Linked DNA regions of Sus scrofa: region 1 is linked to region 2. Evidence: chromatin contacts called from public HiChIP or PLAC-seq data. All regions are on one chromosome and are shown on one strand. Each heading gives the region's core, a stretch centred on a gene start, on an enhancer-like site or on the middle of the called end of the contact. The rest is flanking DNA. Distances are from core to core; before and after follow the strand shown. Region 1 overlaps PPCDC (phosphopantothenoylcysteine decarboxylase). Region 2 overlaps CSPG4 (chondroitin sulfate proteoglycan 4).

Evidence for each region. HiChIP or PLAC-seq counts read pairs in DNA pulled down with a chosen protein or histone mark.
Region 1: a contact with region 2 is called in an H3K27ac HiChIP or PLAC-seq map of alveolar macrophages. The contact joins two enhancer-like sites. A contact is called at or near these places in 6 of 47 Hi-C or Micro-C datasets (embryonic fibroblasts, epiblast stem cells, fetal skeletal muscle and 3 more) and 2 of 2 datasets of contacts at active chromatin or transcription factors (alveolar macrophages and skeletal muscle).

Annotation. Positions count from the first base shown.
Region 1 is chr7:58,541,266-58,544,448 of Sscrofa11.1, forward strand. All of the region lies in intron 2 of PPCDC (phosphopantothenoylcysteine decarboxylase), which reads right to left. Among named protein-coding and RNA genes, the nearest start is that of PPCDC, 6.4 kb to the right of the region's middle. Within about 2 kb of position 1,291, at least 42 of the 83 cell types and tissues checked have an H3K27ac peak or open chromatin away from gene starts, as enhancers often do. A contact at or near this core is called in alveolar macrophages, where this site is marked.
Region 2 is chr7:57,981,469-57,984,670 of Sscrofa11.1, forward strand. The region is part of intron 8 of CSPG4 (chondroitin sulfate proteoglycan 4); the gene reads left to right. Among named protein-coding and RNA genes, the nearest start is that of SNX33, 33 kb to the right of the region's middle. Within about 2 kb of position 1,418, at least 5 of the 83 cell types and tissues checked have an H3K27ac peak or open chromatin away from gene starts, as enhancers often do. A contact at or near this core is called in alveolar macrophages, where this site is marked.

The sequences.
Region 1 (3,183 bases), core at 41-2,540, 560 kb after region 2:
CCAGCTCGTCAAGCTCAAATAAAGGCTCCAAAGCTTCTTTGCTGGTGGCCGCCCTCCCCACCTGCTGGTGTGTGAGGTAGAAGACCAAATCCGCCCCTCCCCATCACCTCCTCACAGTCTCCCTGGTCTGGCTCCAGGTCAGTGGTCCTCCTGGGAAGCCTGAACACACTGGTGAACAGGAGTGGTTCTCAGCCAGGTCTGCAGAATCACCCAGCTCCCTGCCACCCACACCCCAGCTGCTCATTTGCTAGTCAAAATCTAGGGATCCCTAAGGGAGCTCAGGAAAGCCTCACGCATGCCTTAGTCAAAGAGCTGAGAAGGACCATTCCAAGGGACAAAGGCAACTCCTGGGTGGGGCGGGGAAGACCCAGGAGGGCTCTAGGGAGATGGTACCATCAGGGAGTGTGAGGAAGTGGGGGGCGGCGGGGGGAAGGCCACCGCCTTGGGGCCAACACAAGGCACGCAGGGATCCTCCCCTCTGGTTACCAACACCTCACAAGGACCCTACTAAGCAAATCTAGGCTCTCTGGAGAGCTGCCCATCCACAGGATGAGAGGGAAGTGGGCCCCTCCACATAAGCAGATGGACAGTGGCTCCCACAGCTCTTTCCACATGGGCCATCTCACCAACCCCAACACCACACACTACATGTGGCCGCCCCAAAGGACACGACAACAGTGGAAAGGAGAGGGTGAAGGACAGGAAACAAACACTGTTAAGTGCTTCCGCGTGCTAGGAGCTACGCCTAGTCCTTGGCACCAGATGACAAACTGTTTCATCTGTGTTCCCCTCCCCCAGCCCTGACAACAGCCTGAAGGGATGGGTGGCAGTCATCATCTTTATTTTCAAATGAGAAAGACAGGCTCCCGGAGGCTAAGTCAGAAAGTCCTCCCTCCCAGGTCACTGTCCTTCTGTCCGCCTGACTTTCAGCTTCAACTCCAGCCAGAGAGGGAGCCAAGTCCTGTTCCAGACAGGGCCTGTCTCCCAGCAGTGGCGGCAGCGGCAGCAGCAGCGGCAGTGGCTGGGCTAAAAGGCCTAGGGTGGGCTGGAGAGCCTCCCTGCTTCAGGCAACCCTCTCCTCACACCCCTATAAACGCCAGCTGTGTGGGATGGCAGGAAGCGGTGGAGTTGCCATTTCCCTCAGCTCTGAGGCTGCCCATCTGTTTCCTGGGATAGGACTCCCTGCCCCCACCCACCCCCAGTCCGGAAATTCACTTGTTCTGGGGCTATGGGAAAAGGGAACTGTGCGGCTCCCTCCCTCCCCAGGGGGTGGTGGCAGAGGCTGTGGCTGCAGCCACCCCTTTCAGGCCTCCTGCCCTGAAGGCTCTAGCTAGCCAGCTCCTACCATTGGTTCTGAGAACACGAGGAGGGGGCAGGCCAAAGAGGTTATTGCCCCAGAAGCGCCAGTGCCCAGCCTCAGAGCAGCCACAACACTCTCCTCCCTTCCTGCTTCTGGCCTGACTGGCATCCCTGGCTGCCTGCTTCACTGATCATCCCAGCATGGAGGGTGGGGTGAGGGGGTGACTTTCTGGATAGAAGTTAGTGGAAAGTTTAAAAGAAAAAAAAAAAGAAAAAAGAAAAAACCCTGACATGGTCATTTGCAAGTGAGCACTGCCCCCTGCTGGACACTCTAGTACACCCATCTGAGCTACACGCGGCGCAGATACAAGCAAGGAAAAAGCACATCAGCTTAACACCCTTGGCTATATGTCTCAACCTTTTCTTGTATTCAAAATTAAACCCAGTTCTATTTTTTTCAATTTTACTTTTTTTCTTATTTTTTAAAAAAATCTTTTTGTTTGATTGTTTATTCTTTTTTTAAACCCAGTTCTAAACTGAGGCCTCTTTTGCCTTATTGCAGTAGTTTTTCTGAATAAAATCTGTTTTTACCACTTCTAGTTTTTCTTTAATACATCAAATGAGTTTTAAAAGGAAGGGAGCAGCAGGGGAGCTGGATCAAGATGGTGGGGTAGTAAGACGTGGCACTCACCTTCTCCCACAAACACATCAAAAGGAAGGGAACAGGAGTTCCTGCCGTGGCACAGTGCATTAAGAAGCCCACTGCAGGGAGTTCCCGTCGTGGCGCAGTGGTTAACGAATCCGACTAGGAACCATGAGGTTGCAGGTTCGGTCCCTGCCCTTTCTCAGTGGGTTAAGGATCCAGCGTTGCCGTGAGCTGTGGTGTAGGTTGCAGACACGGCTCAGATCCCACGTTGCTGTGGCTCTGGCGTAGGCCGGTGGCTACAGCTCCAATTCAACCCCTGGCCTGGGAACCTCCATATGCCGGGGGAGTGGCCCAAGAAATAGCAACAACAACAACAAAAATTAAAAAAAAAAAAAAAAAGAAGCCCACTGCAGTGTCTCAGGTTGCTGCAGAGGTTCGGGTTCAATCCCCAGCCCCACACAGTGGGTCAAAGGATCCAGTGTTACCACAGCTGCCACACAGGTCACAGCTGTGGCTTGAATTCAGTTCCTGGCCCAGGAACTTCCATATGCCACAGGTATGGCCATAAAATTTAAAAAATTTAAAAAAAAAAAAAAAAAAGGAGAAGGGAGCAAAACCACATGGGCTGTGGCAGGCAGGAATCCTGGCTTTTGTGTGAAGTGTTTGCGGAGAATTTGAAAAGGCAGAAAGGAATAGGGAGGGCGGCACAGCCTGGCAAGGGCTGGGCCAGAGCAAAGGCCCTCGGGATGGAACGTGGGGCAGTGGGAGAGTGATAGTCGAAGGGCCTAGGATACCAGATGAGAGAGAAGGATTCACACCTGCTGGCTTTCACACTGTTTAAAGCCTTGAACTTCTCCCACAAAAAGAATCTGCCCCAGAACCCCAATATATAAAACCAGTCAAAGCTGAGGTGATCTGACCAAGGGCAGAGGGCTAAACCCTCCACCCCAACATACTGTTGTGACCCCTGGGCATCTCTAAACAGAGTCTAAAACCAGAGCTGCAGGCAACAGGGAGCCCCTAAGGCTCCAGTGCCTTCTGACTAACAGGACAGCCGTGTCATAAAAGGAGGGAGGATAGAGCTGCAGTGTCCAGGATGGAGTGAAAGCAGAGGCAGGGAGCCCAGGGTAGCAAAGGGACACTGAGAACTCACTGTACTGCTCCAGCCAGCCTTTCTCCCACACCATGACCTCAGGAAACTAAGTTCAGAGTTTGGGAACCGAAACCCTCCCCTCACC
Region 2 (3,202 bases), core at 168-2,667:
ATCAGTGAAAACCAGAATTGAGCCACAGGAAGGGTCAGACCGATACGCTGCTGGGATCACAGAGCCCTCTATGCTGTACCAGTGGGGCCAACAGCCATCACTTAAATTAAGGTCCCTTCTAAGTGCAAAAGGTGCAAGCATTCTAGGGCAGCCCTGGTTCTCCCCAGGGCAGGGCAGTATGGAACTTTCAGGCATCGGGGAAGGAAGTCACCTTAACAAGGGCAGGAAGAGTCTCTCAGTCCTCTCGCATCAATATTCCCCAGGCCTGGGTTCTCTGTTCTCCCAGCTTCTGCTATGGCCCCCTTTCTGCTCCTCCCCACAATGAAATATTCAGCAGGCTGGAGGCTGTAGCAGCTGTGCACCCTGAATCCCTGGGAGCCTTTGTCACTGGATGCCCAGGAAGGAGGAGGAAGTCCCCTCCTGGACCTGCTCTGCTTCCCTCACACCCCAGCAATCCAAGTTCTAGAATGAATGGCCCCTAGGGGGTCTGGCTGGCAGGGCCACCCAGGGAAGCTGGGAGGAGGGCAGGACTGGGTGAAGGGGGCAGGCAGGACTGACAGCGCCACTGTCCCTCCATCCTCTGAGTTGGGTGGGGCAGAGATCAGCTTTTCCCACTTTACAGATGAGGAAACTGAGGCTCACAGAGAGAGGTCAGGTGACTTCATTCCAAGTCCATGGCTAGTAAGAAGCAAAACCAGGACTGTGCCTTCAGACTGCTGGCCCAAGATTTCTTTCACCAAAGAACACTGCTGGTTTCCAGAGCTCAGGAAGCCTTCCCACCTCACCTGTGACTTGCCTCATCCCAAGCCAGTCACCCCCACCCACAAGGAGCTCCTGTACCCAGACATCCAACTTCCCACCCCCACCCCTAAGGGTCTCCATTTCCTCCCCACCCACCCATTGGCCTGGGCCAGAGGTTACAGCTGGTAGTCCTTGCAGGCCACAGCTGGCCCACAGATGTGTTTTACTTGGCCTGCACATGCCTTTAATATTTTTAAATTAGTGGTCAAGATATAACCTTTGGGGGATTACACACACACACACACACACACACACACACACACACAGGCCCTGATTTCCAGTTTCTTATAAGACCTGTGTTCCCTCTTCCGGCCATCAACTGAAGAGCAGCTGTCCCTTTGACTGGCTCTGCTCCCGTCTCAACCAGGCAAGGCTCCCCAGTTCACAGCCCCCCTGCTCCTAGAATCTCCCGCACGCTGTGATCCCAGTCAGTTTCCCTCTCTCTATTGCACAAGTCCTGTTTTTCTGAGAGAAGGAAAATAGTTCCCTGTGTCTCCCGAAAGGGGAAAACAAAAGATAAGCCAAGAAGACACGTTGGGATTAGAAGGGGGAGGGAACGGATTGCTTGAGGGAAGTGGAGACTATGCCTTAGTGTTTAACAGGCAGATGGCCCTGGAGCACAGCGGGTGTGGCTGGAGTGGAGTTGCCGTGGGAGGCGTGGGAGGACGGGAGGTCACGGGTAACAGGGTCACACAGGGTCTTTGAGGCCAAATGAGCCCTTGTACTGTCTGAGCGAGAGTGACATAGCCTTATTTACATGGTTAAAGCTTCACTCTGGGAGTTCCCTTCATGGCTCGGTGGAAACAAATCTGACTAGCATCTGTGAGGAGGCAGGTTCGATTCCTGGCTTCTCTCAGTGGGTTAAGGATCCAGCACTGCCGTGAGCTGTGATGTAGGTGGCAGACACGGCTCAGATCCAGCATTGCTGTGGCTGTGGTGTAGGCCAGCAGCTATAGTTCTGATTCGACCCCTAGCCTGGGAGCCTCCACATGCTGCATGTGCGGCCCTAAAAAATAATAATAAAATGAAAGTTCACTCTGACATCTGTGTCAAGAACAAACTGTAGAGGGGGTGGAGCAGGGGCCAAAGCCAGGACGCAGGAGGTTTGGGGAATAATCCGGGCCAGAAATGATGGTATGTGAGAGGAGGAGAGGAATCAGTGGTGACTCAAGAGCTTGGGGCTTGAACCACTGGAAGAACAGAGCTGTGCCCTCTGCAGTGGGAACCTGGGAGCGGTGGGGCAGGTCAGGGATCATCTGGGACATACTGAGTTTGAGACATCCCTCAGACATCCCCACGGAGCTGCCCGAGAAGCAGGTGGTCATGAGCCTGGAGTTTGGGAGAGCACAGCCGGGCTGCAGATACAAATAAAGGGGTCATCTCGTGGCTGGCATTGGAGGATGTGAGGCCCACTGAGAGCCCGTGAGCAGTGCCTGTAGCTAGAGTCTCAAGGCCAAGCCACAGACATTGAGGAGAAGGGGCAGGACCAGCAAGAGTCTGTGAAAAGGCAACTAGTGAGGTCGGAGGGAGACTAAGAGAGCAGAACCTCTTGGAAGCCACCAGGTGCGCTCAAGGAAGGAACGCTCGATTGGGTAGAATGCCGCTGAGCGGATGAGTGAAAGGAGGCCTGGGAATAGACCACTGGGTCCAGCAACCCAGAGGCCATTGTGCCCTTGGCAGCCATAGGAGCAGAAGCCTGGGTGGAGTGCACTCAGAATGGCATGGGGAAGAGTGTAGACTATTCTTTTTGGACTCTGCTGCAAAGAAGAGCAAAAAAAAGAGTTCCCTGGTGGCTTAGCAGGTTAAGGATCCAGCATTGTCACTACTGGGGCTCCGGTCCCTGCAATGGTGGGAACTTGACCTCTGGCCCAGGAACTTTTGCATGCCTCAAATTCAGCCAAAAAAGAAGAAGAAAGGAGTTCCCGTCCTGGCTCAGTGGTTAACGAATCCGACTAGGAACCATGAGGTTGAGGGTTTGATCACTGGCCTCGCTCAGTGGGTTAAGGATCTGGTGTTGCCGTGAGCTGTGGGGTAGGTTGCAGATGTGGCTTGGGTCCCACATTGCTGTGGCTGTGGTGTAGGACAGTGAAGTCAAGAAGTTTTTTCTTTTTTTGTGTGTGTGCTTTTTTTTTTTTTTTTTTTGTCTTTTTAGGGCCACCCTCACTCACTGCATGTGGAAGTTCCCCGGCTAGGGGTCGAATCAGAGCTGTAGCTGCTGGGCCTACACCACAGTCACAGTAACTGGGGATCTGAGCCACGTCTGCAACCTACACCACAGCTCACGGCAATGCCGGATCCTTAACCCATTGAGTGAGGCCAGGGGTCAAACCTGCGTCCTCATGGATACTAGTCCACTGAGCCACAATGAGAACTCCAAGAGAAGTTTTTTCTTTAAGGTGGA